Regions from separate parts of the Sus scrofa genome. Here regions 1, 2, 4 and 5 are each linked to region 3. The links are chromatin contacts, called in public Hi-C and HiChIP or PLAC-seq maps. All regions are on one chromosome and are shown on one strand. Each heading gives the region's core, a stretch centred on a gene start, on an enhancer-like site or on the middle of the called end of the contact. The rest is flanking DNA. Distances are from core to core; before and after follow the strand shown. Region 1 overlaps TBL1XR1 (F-box-like/WD repeat-containing protein TBL1XR1). Region 2 overlaps LOC106505748 (a long non-coding RNA gene). Region 3 overlaps LOC106505748 (a long non-coding RNA gene). Region 4 holds the start of TBL1XR1 (F-box-like/WD repeat-containing protein TBL1XR1). Region 5 overlaps LOC106505748 (a long non-coding RNA gene).

Evidence for each region. Hi-C and Micro-C count contacts between places; a contact is called where the count stands out from the background. HiChIP or PLAC-seq counts read pairs in DNA pulled down with a chosen protein or histone mark.
Region 1: a contact with region 3 is called in an H3K27ac HiChIP or PLAC-seq map of alveolar macrophages. The contact joins two enhancer-like sites. A contact is called at or near these places in 1 of 47 Hi-C or Micro-C datasets (heart right ventricle) and 1 of 2 datasets of contacts at active chromatin or transcription factors (alveolar macrophages).
Region 2: an H3K27ac HiChIP or PLAC-seq map of alveolar macrophages shows a contact between it and region 3. The contact joins two enhancer-like sites. A contact is called at or near these places in 2 of 47 Hi-C or Micro-C datasets (embryonic fibroblasts and liver) and 1 of 2 datasets of contacts at active chromatin or transcription factors (alveolar macrophages).
Region 4: an H3K27ac HiChIP or PLAC-seq map of skeletal muscle shows a contact between it and region 3. The contact joins the promoter of TBL1XR1 here to the enhancer-like site in region 3. A contact is called at or near these places in 3 of 5 promoter capture datasets (fetal liver, fetal skeletal muscle and liver), 39 of 47 Hi-C or Micro-C datasets (adipocytes, adipose tissue, alveolar macrophages and 18 more) and 2 of 2 datasets of contacts at active chromatin or transcription factors (alveolar macrophages and skeletal muscle).
Region 5: a contact with region 3 is called in a Hi-C map of embryonic fibroblasts, with 2.9 times the contacts expected there. The contact joins two enhancer-like sites. A contact is called at or near these places in 1 of 47 Hi-C or Micro-C datasets (embryonic fibroblasts) and 1 of 2 datasets of contacts at active chromatin or transcription factors (skeletal muscle).

What each region holds. Positions count from the first base shown.
Region 1 is chr13:115,447,066-115,449,765 of Sscrofa11.1, forward strand. The region is part of intron 1 of TBL1XR1 (F-box-like/WD repeat-containing protein TBL1XR1); the gene reads right to left. Among named protein-coding and RNA genes, the nearest start is that of TBL1XR1, 40 kb to the right of the region's middle. Within about 2 kb of position 1,391, at least 7 of the 83 cell types and tissues checked have an H3K27ac peak or open chromatin away from gene starts, as enhancers often do. A contact at or near this core is called in alveolar macrophages, where this site is marked.
Region 2 is chr13:115,765,515-115,768,214 of Sscrofa11.1, forward strand. All of the region lies in intron 1 of LOC106505748 (a long non-coding RNA gene), which reads left to right. Among named protein-coding and RNA genes, the nearest start is that of TBL1XR1, 280 kb to the left of the region's middle. Within about 2 kb of position 1,382, at least 13 of the 83 cell types and tissues checked have an H3K27ac peak or open chromatin away from gene starts, as enhancers often do. A contact at or near this core is called in alveolar macrophages and embryonic fibroblasts, where this site is marked.
Region 3 is chr13:115,623,442-115,626,141 of Sscrofa11.1, forward strand. The region is part of intron 1 of LOC106505748 (a long non-coding RNA gene); the gene reads left to right. Among named protein-coding and RNA genes, the nearest start is that of TBL1XR1, 140 kb to the left of the region's middle. Within about 2 kb of position 1,315, at least 77 of the 83 cell types and tissues checked have an H3K27ac peak or open chromatin away from gene starts, as enhancers often do. A contact at or near this core is called in adipose tissue, alveolar macrophages, brain and 12 more, where this site is marked.
Region 4 is chr13:115,486,920-115,489,619 of Sscrofa11.1, forward strand. TBL1XR1 (F-box-like/WD repeat-containing protein TBL1XR1) reads right to left here and starts at 1,309. Exons shown (of 16, transcript XM_021071196.1): 1 at 1,029-1,309. It overlaps LOC106505748 (a long non-coding RNA gene), which reads left to right and starts at 643. Exons shown (of 8, transcript XR_002338112.1): 1 at 643-750.
Region 5 is chr13:115,827,155-115,829,854 of Sscrofa11.1, forward strand. All of the region lies in intron 1 of LOC106505748 (a long non-coding RNA gene), which reads left to right. Among named protein-coding and RNA genes, the nearest start is that of TBL1XR1, 340 kb to the left of the region's middle. Within about 2 kb of position 1,272, at least 19 of the 83 cell types and tissues checked have an H3K27ac peak or open chromatin away from gene starts, as enhancers often do. A contact at or near this core is called in embryonic fibroblasts, where this site is marked.

The DNA.
Region 1 (2,700 bases), core at 141-2,640, 180 kb before region 3:
ATAAAATCTAATTCTTAAATTAATTCCTGAGGTCCCAGAAAGCACCACTGTGATATACATGTCAGAATGAGGGATTACAGCAGCCAAATAGTGTATGAAGTTTTGGTCCAAGTCCATTTATCAGACAGTGGATCAATCCTCCTATCTTATGGCTATTTTTTCAGGTACTGGAAAGGTAGTCTCAGCTGACTACCAACTGACAAAAGCCCACACTAACGCCAGGACAGGTGGAGTAGTAAGGTACCATCTTATCAGAAAAGACGAGAGAGAGACCCCTGGAGCTCTCTTGCCAATCAAAAACAGCATTTCTGGGGGAAATTATCCAAGAATCAAAAGCAGTAAGGGTTGGAATCCCTAGTGTACATTCACTTAGTACAACTGTCTAGCTAATGCAGAACATACAAATGTTCTTAGAGAAGAACAGTGTTTAAACTTAAAGACTACAAGCATAGTTTGTACCCTCAATTTTATCTCTTTAGCACAGTTTCTAATACAAGGCTAGAGTTCTGACAAACGATGTCTGTCACTACAATTTGCTTTCATCTGGCTTGGGCAACAGTACATATTCACTAGACTGCCTTAGGCTAAGTCAGGTTTCTACTTTCATATGACCTTAGTTATCTAATCACACCACTGAACATCACACTGGTCCAGTACACTGATAAATTCAAGCCAAAAGAACCGTGTGAGTTAGAAACGGCAGTACTCTAGATGCCTTAAAAAGACAGGTATGTCAGAAGACAGAAAATAAGTCCCAACAAAATGCAGGGTCCTGCCACCACTATAAAGTTCTGGGAGACAATGGAGAGTAGCAATTCAGGATATTCTATCAGAATGAAATGCAAGCCATTACTTGTACCTCCTACAACAAAGAAAAGAAGCAGAAAGCTTGTTGGGCCTCTCTGGATACTGAAAACAATGTATACCAATTTGTGTATACTGCTCTACTTAGTGAAAGACCTGAAATCCAACAATTTTAAGTTTAGCCCAGAGAAAGAGAAAATTCCCTACCTGATCCAGATTACAGTACAAGTAGCTCTACCACTCAACTGTTCTCTGATTGCAACAGTGCTCCAAGGGTCAACAGATCAATGCCATAAGGAACTACTGGCAAACCCCTCTAGGAGAATCACAGCAAAGACCCCTAAGAATTTTTATGGCAAAGTCACAGCTTCTTTACCAAACCAAGAGTTTCTTTTAAAAATAACTTTTGCACTTTTGTACTGGTAGAGAATGAAACCTAGCAGTAGGTAAGTATAAAACCTAAGCCGCCCATCAGGAATTATCATCATCTGATCCGCCAAAACTGACACGACAAACAGACCATCATCAAGTGGTTATGAGTAGGATTCAGGCTGGTTGTGAAGCATGAGCAGATGGCTCACATTTTTAGTATGCCCACTCCTGATGCACTATGACTTCTTCCTCACACGAGGCCCTACACAGGGGATTCTCTATGACTAGACAGCTGAGAAGAAAAACATATGACCCTGGATTACATATGACTCTGCCCCACATGCTGGTATCACCCAGAAAATGCCCCATCTGGAGTGGCTTTTAAGGAAAGTTAGAAACAGAAACCCTCCCACTGGGCAGTATATTTCATAATCCACACTGTCAATAAAAGGAATGGTGAGGTTCATATAAATTCTTGAAAGCAGAGCAAACATGTGGCAAGATTTCCAGGTCAGGTCCTCAAAAGAAAACAGGTACGGAGGATGATTTAAGGAAGAGATATGTGGATGGATCTGTTAGAATCGACCAAGTATTAAAACATTTGTCCCAAGTGAAGGCTCACTAAAAAGTCCCAGCTGTGGAGAAAACTTCATAATCATGTGGAATTATATGAAGCAAGTGAATCACTGTTTCAAGTGAAAATTACATCCCATAAAGAGGCTAGTTCAGCTCGTAACTCAAATAATCACACAAGTGCTTTTCCCCGTGACAACCACCATACTTCAACATATAGAAGTGCTTTACCAACAATTCCTGTTTCATGCAAAAAGACTTGTAAAAAGATGCATACTCAGGATCATGATTTGTTTTGTTTCTCTGCTTCATCAAAGATATTCTCAGGTATAAACTTTTTTTTTTTTTTTTTGCTTACGATAAATATATAGTGACAAAGAGCAGATTGAAACAAGTGCACTGATTTATCCTAAGGCACCAGCAGTTTTCCCCACCATCACTTATGAACCATAGTGCAATGTCAACACAGTGTAAAAGGAACTTAGTACTATTATTAAAATAGTTATAACTCTAATAAAAGGGTCTTGGGCTCAGCAGACAGCACTTTGAGACCTACTGTTTTACTAGGATAAAACATTTCTCTCGTTTTTGTTATGTTGACCTTGGGTTGGCTATAGGTATCTTTGTTCTAGAATTCTGGCAAAAGCAAAAGCCTTTAGCTGGCATCTGTTCTTCTTGTGGCAAAGGAAAATGACCAAAAGTTAATCCATGCAATGGTTTCTAAAGTTTCTGCTTAGAGATGACTTTTATCACTTCTCATCTTTCACTGACTTTGGTCAAGTCTCACGTCCAAGGGTGCTATCAACAGAAAGAAGGAAGCACTTCTCCCAAAGGTAGAGACTCTGTAGAGAAAAATCCAGTAAAGAAGGAAAGCAAATAGTTTAGAATAATACTATCTACCTTAAGCAGCAACTCCGAGTCCCTCTCACCTCCACACCAAACAGTACTGTA
Region 2 (2,700 bases), core at 132-2,631, 140 kb after region 3:
ACTATTGGTTTTGAACATCTTCCCTTGTTCCAATATAATTGCCATTTCCACTTGTATAAAACTGAGGTTAATTTATGTTGGGTTTATTTCTAGCCAATCCCGATAATGTTCCAAGACTTTTCATATTCTGTATCATTTGATATGTATTGTCATAAAGCTTTTATATTTTTCAAACACTTCAGCAGTTTTATGCATTGAGTTTGTTATTAAATGTCATGTGTCACTTTATGGGATCCTATTTAAAGTCGGTAGCTAGGGAAAGAGATGAGAAACATTTATAATTCTACCCCAACTAAACTCAAGGGCAATACCGGACTTAGTAGAGAGAATTCATAAATTTTTCAGATACTCTTCATAAAAATAAAGCTGAAATACAACAAAAAGAAAACCTAAGATGAAAACAAAATAAATGAAAAAAATTTACTTAGTAATCACTTAGTACCAGATATTGAATTTTATGAATATGAAATTCTATACATGGTGTCATGTTCTGGAACCACCCTTCCTATATTTCACAGTCGTTTAAAGGCTAGCTCAAATGTCCCCATTCTCTACCTCCCAGGCAGAATTAGGGATGTCCATGCCAATATTACAGCATTTTATTCATAATGTTTTTTCTTACATGGTCATTTGGCTAATTCTGTATATGATTGACACATACTTAGACTGGGATTCATAAAGAACAAGAACTTTGCTTTGCCATTCCTTGTTTGTCCAGTGTGTAAGCCCTGGTGCATAGAAGGAGCTCAGTCATCACTTTTGAAATAACAGTTTTTGCAACTTCAGGCCTTATGCAATGATGACACAATTCTTAATAATATGAGAAAGGAAAGGTCTGATTGGATCATTCCCTTTCAATAACTGCCTAAGTGATCAGGGGTAGGATGGCTGGGTAAACGTAGCAGAAATGGAGCTGAGATTTGTTATTCACTCAATGTGTTATAAATAATGAAGACCAAGGCATTTACACAATGTGAATATGTGAAACCTTTTCCAGGTGAGCCTTTCCAGAATCAGAGAAATTTGTGTAAAATTAATTTTTTTTTCTGGAAATCCTTCTGTTTCCGGAATTAAGTTACTTTTTTTTTTTTTTTTTTTTTTGTAGTTGGTGTCTTCCCTGAGAAAAGGCAAGTTGAACTGTCTTTCGAGTTGGGCCTTAGGACAAGCTGTGTAGGCAGTCACTATTGTGGTATACAATCTGAGCAGTATCAAAATACTCTTGTCCCAGAATATTTCCTGGGATCCATCCCTTCCTGGTGACACACTCCTCTTTGAGGCTAGACATGGAAAGGTTTTGAATATTTGTACTGGTCTTTGGAGTACATTCCCTTAGTGCTTGCTTGCTTCACTGTGGTTTCTGGGTGTGGCCCCTTCCAGCAGAAGAACGAATCATTGTTCTGGAAGCACCCAGATGAACTTGGAGCTTCTCTGTTCACCTGACTTTTGACTTCTAGGCAAAAAGCCTCTTGTTTACCTTAGTGAGCGGTACACTCTAGTTCCTCTCAGTGCTTTGTCTTCCTGTTGTCTTCCCTCAGTTTATCTCACTCTTTCAGTTAGTTACTTGCTGGCCTCCTACAGGCATTTGGGTTAGCACTCTCTGCATTGTATCCCTGACTTCTAAATCTGTTCTTTAGGACAGCCATGCTTTCCATATGATGGTTGCTGCCATTCATAAAATAATATTTAGACCCTAACTGGTCATACTGAAAGTGAGATAATCAACTGTTATGCTCATAATTGAGCTTAACAGGAAGAGTATCATTTTTTTATTGTTTTTCTTTTGTTGAAGAAACAGTTAAGATAAAGATGAGGCTACAGTTGGCAACTGTACGTAAATATTATGTGGTTTCCGTACTCTGTTAGGTGAAGCCAAAACCGCAAATAGAAATAAACAAAACAGGTTGTGAGAAGATGGAACTTTATAGGGTTCTTGGTCAGGAAGTCTGGGGAAATCATGTTGGTGGCACCCTGGACCTTCTTTTGGTGGCTGTAATTCCCCCAGCCCTGTTCCTGAGCCAGAGAGCATCTTGAATTGATGCCTGGCAGCTCCTTTTCACCCCCTTTTCCAACAAAGAAGGTAAAGAAGAGGATTGGTGGAGGAGCATATATGCTGGTTTCCTTTTTCTTTTCAAGGTCTCTAAAGAATCCTAAAAGGTGTGAAACCCAAATCACTTTACTCTCCTTTTAAGAATGGCCTACTGTGAGAAAAAAAATTATGGGTCAATATTCCACTGTTTATTTAAGTTAAATAATTACTCTTGAAAGTTCCCATTGTGGCTCAGTGCTAATGGACCAACTAGTATCCATGAGGATGTGGGTTCCATCTCTGGTCTCACTCAGTGCTAATGAACCAACTAGTATCCATGAAGATGTGGATTCCATCCCTAGCCTCGCTGTGAGCTATGTTGTAGGTTACAGATGTGGCCCTGGTCTGGTGTTGCTATGGCTGTGGTGTAGACTTGCAGCTGTAGCTCTGGTTCCACCCCTAGCCTGGGAACTTCTATATGCCATGGGTGTAGCCCTAAAAAAAAAAAAAGCAAAAAAATAAATTTCTCTTGGCATTTAAGGAGAATAATTAAAACAGTTTTAAATGGGCATATGGGTTAAAGAGATGCTTTTGCTATGAAAATGGACAAAATGATTTAATACTTTGAAAAAAATCACATTGTGACCTCATTCTAGTACATACCATCAGTAAAT
Region 3 (2,700 bases), core at 65-2,564:
TACAGATGAGGGATACAGAGAGGTTAAGCACTCTGTCCATACTTAAACAGCTAATAAGGGTCAGAACAGGACTGGGAATCAGGCAGCGCACAGCCAGTGTGCGGTGTGCCCCGCAGGGGGCTCCCACAAAGAACTCCTTGGGTTTGTGTGTAGGGGGCGGAGGAGAGGGTGGCAGGAGTTCCGAGGAGGATCAGTCCGTCCCTGGGATTTAAGGCTGAAATTCTGCGTCGTCCCTGGGCTGTCTAGGAAGGTTTCAACAGGTCTAGGAGAGGGAGGAAGGGAGCTGCGCCAGCGGGTAGAGGTCTGGGTGCCTAGTCCCAGAGTTGCGCCTGCTAAGGCAGGTGGGCGAGGGGATGCGGGGGAAGGAGAGCAGGCAGAAGCTGCGGGGCCAGAAAAGAAGGCCTAGGCCCAGTGGGGAAGGCCACGCCCCAGCTGGGAGTGCTCCTCTCCAGATCTCAGCCTCTGAACGCAATTCCATTTAAGGGCAACCTTGCCCGATTCACACCTAGCCTTGAAGATTACAGACCGCCCTTTGGTCAATTTGCAGGGTGAAAGCGGGAACCTACCACCCTACACCTGCAATTCCAGCGCCATAAAGGAAGCCAGACATGTCCTATAAAATGTCACCATCGCTGAGGTGCAGTTTCCAAGGGGGTATCCGGTAGAGGGAAATACTCCGCAGCTGGCGACCCTCGAATCTGCGAATTCACTGCAGCGGGGGAGGAAGGCTCCAGTACAGAGTGGGGGAGGGGGCAGGAATCTTCTTTCTTGCCCTCTGCTCCTCGCTTGGTAATCAGGCTCGGCCACGTGACTAAAGCTTGGGGTAGGGGTAGGGGCAGGGGATTGCGGCCTGAGTAATTTTTGCCAGAGGGGTGTTTGACCAAACATAAATAGTGAAGGAACTAGAGTTGGGAGCCACGATGGGGCTGGGCTGCAGAGACCCCGACGCCGCTGCGGAGCCAGAGAGCCTGAGCGCTGAGCCGCTGCCGCCCCTCCCCCAGTCCAGCCCGCGAGCTCATTTTCGCTTGGCCGGTCCCCGCGCTGCCGGATGGATCGCGCCCCACCCCCGCTTCTCTGCTCAGTCATTCAGACTTGGAAAGTCAATAACACGCTGACATCATCAGGGGTTTGTGTATTATTACAAGGCTACTTTCCAGAGTACCTGGCATTATCTAAGAGAGGAGCACTCTGGCTGCCTAAGGAAGGGCCCGGGTTGTGGGCCTCGGGAGGGGCGGCTCTCCAAGCCAGGCCTTTTCCTCCTGGGGGAGCATCTTCAGGGCACCGATTAGAAACAGAGTATGTGCTTTTGCTGCACTAAATGCAGATGCACTTTAGATATCAATACATGCTTTATTTTGGCTGGGGGTGCACCTATAAATCATTACTAAGTGACCTCTATTTCTACCAAAGACATCCACTTGGTCTTTAAGAAGCATTTTTAGTGATCCTCCCAAAGGAAAAAAAGGCATGTTTTATGACAGGAAGCCAAAGGCTGACTCTTTTGAGACTCTTGGGGTTTGTGTGTGAGTCTCTATTATGTAATCGCCATCACGGGTGATTAGGTCTTCTTTTTCCCTCCAGGGCTGGCTTGGGTGGTTTGGTTGCTGTGTTTTTCTTAAGCCTCTTGCGGAGCAAACACACACATAAAAAAAATCCCAGATTTATGGTGCTAAACTGCTCTCCAAGCAAATTGCCTTGAAGAGTGTCTCGTTTTGAAGGAGAGAAATAGATGAATTTTTTTGTTAATTAAGACTCCTTATCTTCCTCCTCTGGCATTTCCTTTTCTAGAATGAGTTTTTAAAGTAATTTTATATATTTTAGATATTTTCTTCCTTCTCTCCTGCTGTAATGGTACTTGTAATGGCTTTAAATAACTGATTGTATAGATTACTGCACTTTTGTTCTGTTAATACAAACACCCCGCCCCCTTCAGTTAAAATATGTAAAACTCAGTAACTTCCACAACATGGTACCTTTTAAGTTTGGCCAAACAGGCTATATGGTTTTTTTTTACACACACAAGGCTGATCTCATTGAAAATCTCCCATTATCTTAAATTGCAAAAAATACACTCAGTGGGAAACTGGTGGCTACCTGGAAGATCGCAAGGGGAGTGCCTTTCTTCACTGGCCTGATCTCATCCTCTGTACCTAAGGCTGGGAGAGATCAGGGATTGATATAAAAGTCTCTAGGGCTCCCCAGAAGAAAGCAAAGCAGCCATGTTTCTCAACAATGTAACACCTTCCCTCTATGTACTTGATCATTTCAGGAGAATTTGTAGTCAGTTGTAACCACTTCCCTCCAGGTGGTCTGAGGAAAAATTCCCCACCAGGTTTGCACTTCTAAAATCACCTTTGCAAGCCTGCCCAACAACCCTCCTACCCCACCTCCAGTTTTACCCTGGAAATTTCTGAGGTGCAGGCAGCTGACAAGGTCCAGTGTACCATCCTTCCAAGGTGGTTCAGTAGGTTTTGTTCTGTGAAGCTAGAAGCTGCTAAAGGGGGTTGGGAGAGTGGGGTGCATCACCAACCAGTGCACTGTTGACTTAGGGGCTTTCCCTTAGTTCCTTAGAGAAGACTGTGCAGACCAGAGAGTTTGTTCCTTTGGTAGTTAAGATGAGGAGTCTCTCAAATATCTAAGCACTTCTCTTTTCTTGCCTGTTGTTCCTCTGGCCTGTGCCCAAGCCTCTTCTTCGTATGT
Region 4 (2,700 bases), core at 59-2,558, 140 kb before region 3:
GAGCAAATTAGGAACTTCCAAAAATACTGAACACGTTAACACATGCATGGCTTCCCTTGAACTGCCATTTCAGATTAATATTTCACTTAAATAAAAGTCTGTTTCTGTTCAAAAAATGACATCGGTTGCAAAGAGGAAGTTACCAAGAAACCACCCTCACAACGTGGCCTTTACACTGTCAGAAAATAATGTGACTCTGAGCCACCCAAAACTTACCAGGAAGCTGGCAATAACTTTGCCAATTCTACACTTCTGAACCCAACTTCAAAGTGGCTCTATCAAATATCTTCTCCAGACGATAAAAAGCACTAAGTTACAAACAAACACGTCCAGGAGTGCGGCCCCGCCGCCGCGCGCCCCTCCCCCGCCCGCGCCCCCGCCCGGGACGCACGGCCCTAACAGCCACCCGCAGCCCCCCGCACGCCGGCCGGGGTCGCCGCGCCTGGGCCCGGGCCGCGCCGGGGGAGGGGAGCGGATTTCCATTGCTGCCTAAGGTTTAACAAAATAACACGCACAGTAGAGATCCCTCTCCCCTGCTAAAAATAGGCTATAAAGGAGTCGGCCTCATGATGGCTCCTTGATTCAATTTGCTGCACATTCCTTCCTGAAAGCCTCCCCCTATACAACACACACACACACACACACACACACACACACACACTCACACACAAAGGGGGTGTAAACGGATGAAGGGTGGAAGATGGGGAGAAGGCCGAGGTGCACATTTTCGGGGACAACAGCATAATAAGGGTGAGGATCCCCCGGGACCAGGAAAGGGTAGGGGGTGGGCAGGCACGTGAGCATTTCAAAGAAGCCTGAGAGAGCTAAAAGGGGGGATGGGGCACCCTAAATGCCTTTCCTTTCTCTCCCTCCCCCACCAAACCCCCAGCTCCCCGAAGGGCCAAGTTGAAAATGCACGTTCCACTTGAGCCCATCCCCCCGCCGGCCGGCGCCCCCGAACTACCTCCGCCCGCGCCCCCCGCCCCGGCCCGCAGCCCCCACCCCGGGGTCCGGCCCCCGGCGCTTACCTGGAAACGGTGGCCTCCGACGCGCTCCCCCCTCCCGGGAATGGAGGCACAAGGAAATTCCCCTCGTCGCCGCCGCCGCCGCCTCCAACCACCCCCAAAATAACCCCTCCGGGGGGTGAGAGGCAATTATAACCCCGGCAAGCGGAGGGCGCGGGGGATGGGCGCCGGGCGGGCGGGGGCGGGGAGCGCGGCGCGGGTCCCCAGGTGGCGAGCGGAGGTGCTCCCGCCGCGGGGGGAGGGGCGGGGGCGCACGCGGCCGGCGGCGGGGGGAGGCGGCGCGCGGGGGAAGGGCGCGAGCGGGGAGAGGAATTGAGGCAGAAGGTAAAAGCTGTTACTAAGGGAAAGAGCCAAACGGTTCGGAGCAGCCAACGGCTCAGACACTCAACACTGGGGAGAGAGGAATGGGGACCAGCCAGGCACAAATGAGCTCGCGAGGCCCGCGGCGGCGGCGGCGGCGGCGGCGGCGGCGGCCGCGCAGCAAAACAAACCCGAGCGGCCTGCGCCGGGCGGGCGCGCGGGGAGGGGCCGGCGGGGGAGGGGCGCCGCGGACGCGGGGAGGCGGTGGCGGCGCGGCTAGGGGGGCCTCTGCTGGCCCCGCTCCTCTCCCCGCCCGCCCGGGGCGGTGGCGCTGGGGGGGCTGGGCGGGTTCGGCGCAGCCTTTTAAAAAGAAAGAAAGACCCGCAGGCGCCCCGAGGCGCCACCGGGCCCGGACCGCCCCGCCCCCACCGCGGCGCGCGGCCGGGTGCGGAGAGGCCTGGGTGTTGGCCGCGCGGCTCAAGGCCCTGTGGGGGCGGGGATGCTCGCGCCGTCGCGAGGGGGGCATTGCTGGTAAACTTTCCTGGGTAGGCCGGCGTGGCCCCCGGGCACCCGGACGGCGCGGTGCGGCAGGTGGGCCATAACGCACGCAGGGAGCGTGTGCGGAGAGTACGGCGCAGGCATCATATGGACATGTGTTTGTGAGAAGATCTGCACGCACCTTTGTGTGCATAAATACATATGTTTCTCGGAAGCGTACCTGGAAAGGTGCTTTATCTGTAATAAGCGATTCTCAAAATGTAATCCAGAGCACAGGAACTGTACAGAAAACACGCACACAAGAAAAGGGTTTTGATACTAAACACAAAGCTGTAATTGAAGTGTTTATGCCCAAATGTACAGTGAATTAAACATATGGTGGTATTTATCGTCTGGTGGGTCTGTTTGAAAGGTTTGGTCGATCAATTCGCTTTTCACAAAAATAAAATAATGTAACTAAATGTTTACTAAATACATACTTCTAAGGCAGCATCGGCAGTACAAGTTTATCCACTTTGTGTACTTTTGCATGTGTGTAGCATATCAAGGCGGTTTATACAGTGTAACTTAGATGAGTGATGATGTGACAATATGAGAAAGGGAATGCAAGGGGTTATTTAAAAAAAGGGAAGCAAGCCACATTTTTTTTTTTAAACAAATGCGTTTATCTTTCTAAAGTCCTCAAAATCAGGGCTTGGGGTCTTCTAAGACCTTTGTATGAGCCTAGTGTATAACAAGCAGCTTACTCTTAAGATTAGGCCTAGAAGAAACCTTTTTATTGTTACTTTCGGTTATTCCTGTCTTTAAAGTAAAATAACATTTTCACAGCCTTTTTAGGTGAGGTGTTCTGTTTTCGTACTTTAATCACAATATTTGG
Region 5 (2,700 bases), core at 22-2,521, 200 kb after region 3:
CTGAGATAAAACTGCAGAATAGGAGAGACTGACTTTTAGACTCTGCTTACTCATTTGTAATATGGCGTTATTATCAATATCATAGGATCATAATGAGGACAAATATTACATAAGGTATGAGGAAGCATCAATCACTGGGGCTGACATCTAAAAAGAGGACAACAAATATTACTCTCCTACCTGGGAACCCTACTTCCTGCTCTGAGGTTTTCTTTTCTTGCTTTGTCCGTTCTTTTATCCCTTTTTACCTCTGGTCCCCAGAGACCTTGTGTTTTTATTCTCTAGCTTTCAGATCCTTCCTTCAGTACCACATACGTCAATAATTATTAGCTGCTTAAAGAACATTTTAACAGGTAATGGGTGGTGTTCTAACTGAAATTTCAGATGTTTGCCCTTGGGCAGGGTGAGATAAAACCCAGTCAGTGGGGACTCATTTACCTTGCTTACCATGCATGAGTCTACCATGATGGCCAGTAATAACAAGGTTGGTATTCAAAATATTTAATCAACTGGTTCTTCAACTGGTTCATCAGCCTGGATGTTGACAGAAAACAACTGGTTTGGCCAGACAATCTGTGTTGGATGTAGGCTGACCTTGGTAAATTATTTTACAGACCCTTGAGTTCTTTGCTTTGTTCCCTGAGCTGTGCACCTTTGTAGTAACAGCTGTGGGGTAGCAGAAAGAATCTGGGATTTGAAAACATAAGACTTCTATTCAAATCCTGGCTCTGTCATTTCCTAACTGTGTTATTTTGGCCTCAGTTTTCTCATTTCCAAAGGAGAATCATAATGACTACTCAGCGTTTGTTTGTTTTTGGTAAGACTCAAAAGAAATTTTTCTATGGAAATGTTTCATAAGGAGAAAAATTAGTTGTGATTCAGGAGTTCCAGTTCTCTGTATGTGACAAAGAGCACCAACAATGCACCTAAACTACAGACAAGGAAAGATTCCAGATTCAATATCAACTGATATTTCATATTTCAGGCCTTAGTGAGATGTGTATTTCTGGATGTTCAAGGCTCTTTCTCATCTATGAAATAAGGGTTTGTCCTCAGTTACTGCCAAGGTTCCTTCCAACCCTTCAAATCTATGCTTTCAGGAGCCAGGGCTTTTTATTAGGCAATTTCCTTGGGGGTATGTCTTCTTTGCCAGGCTGGCCAGAGTCATTTTAAGTAAGTACAGCTGCTTCAAGGCCAGGCTCAAACAATTCTGGTCCAAATGCATGAGTGGCCCAGAAAATGAGAGATGCAGACAAAAGGTTTCAGGTTTCTCAATCAAAGTTTCCTGTGGCCCGACCAGCTATTATGTGCTGCTTTCCCAGCTGACTCAATCCTGACCTGTCATGCTGTGCCTGATATTTATATTTCTGGAAATGGTTAGCCACATTACTAGGTAATAAGGTTGCAAATTCCAAGTCTCCCCTGTAATTCAGGTCAGATGTTGTCCTGGGAGTGGGTGGGAAGGCAGAGAGGGCCAAAATTGAGGTTGCTATGCGTGAGGGCAAATGACGAGATCATGCCTGGCTGACTGCAGTCATCCACAGTAGTTATCCTCCTTGGAGGAAGGACCTGCTGAGCTCTAGTTTATGTTTTCTTGTTCATGATTTAGAATTTATGTTGCATTTGATTTTTCTTCAATTCTTAGTACTTCATATTTAATGGAATTTGCCTTTAAAAAATAGATTATTAGTATGGAAGAGAACCAAGACATGAAATAATCCAGTCTACTCTTTAGAGGGAAGACACATGGAGAAAACTTTCTTGACTTGCTCAGGGCCACAGAGCTGCTAAGTGGAGGAGTCAGGTCTAAAGGGCCCAGGTCCTGATTCCAAGAAAACTGCTTGTTTCAAAATCACTTTTCCATGTTGCCTCCTGTTGGTATGGTTTGTCCCTGGACACCTTTGATGTTCTCAGTTGGCTTCATCCATCTGTCTGTTCTAAATGAGTGCTGTTGTTCCCAACAAACACAATCCTGGGACCTGATCCACATACATGGACCTGAAAGTACTCAGAGTGTGGCAAAACAAACAAAACACAAAAAACAAACCTTGGGGAGGAGGAGAAAAACAGAGGAATCAGAGGGACGAGAGGGCAGGTTGCTGGAGGTGACAGAATTCACATTGACATGAATGCAGATTCAGTGGCTAAGTTACGACAGTGATGTTTTTTAAGTCTTCCCTTGGGCTGCCCGGGGCAGCAGGCTACCTGCCTCCTCTCCTTTCCTCCTCCCATACTGGCACCCGGAGGGGGAGGGCTTGTCAGTTGTAAGACCCCACCAGCACCTCCCCTCAGGCCTTTCAGATTCTGCCAGGAACTGACTTGTAGTTGCTGGAGCCAGATAGTCAGTTTCAAGTTCCTGACAACTAGTAATGGGAAGGAACAGAGAGAGGGTAGGAGGCCAAGTAGGGAACACACGAGCCCTATGGCTGGAAAGTGAAACAGGGCATGTACAGTGGCTCCAGTAGGAAGATGCAGAGACATACACTCAGCTGATGCATGTCCTGACACATCCTGCTCTTTCACAGGTACACTGACACCTGTAGCAGTGTGAGTGGGGGAGCAGTAGGAGGCAGGGAGAGCCCACAGAGCCCTGCTACTCCCAAACTCATATTGCTTTCCCTGGCTCCTCCATGAAGCTGGCTAACCTGCCATGCACACCACTGCCATGGAGGTCCATGATCCTGCTGCAGAAGAGCTCAG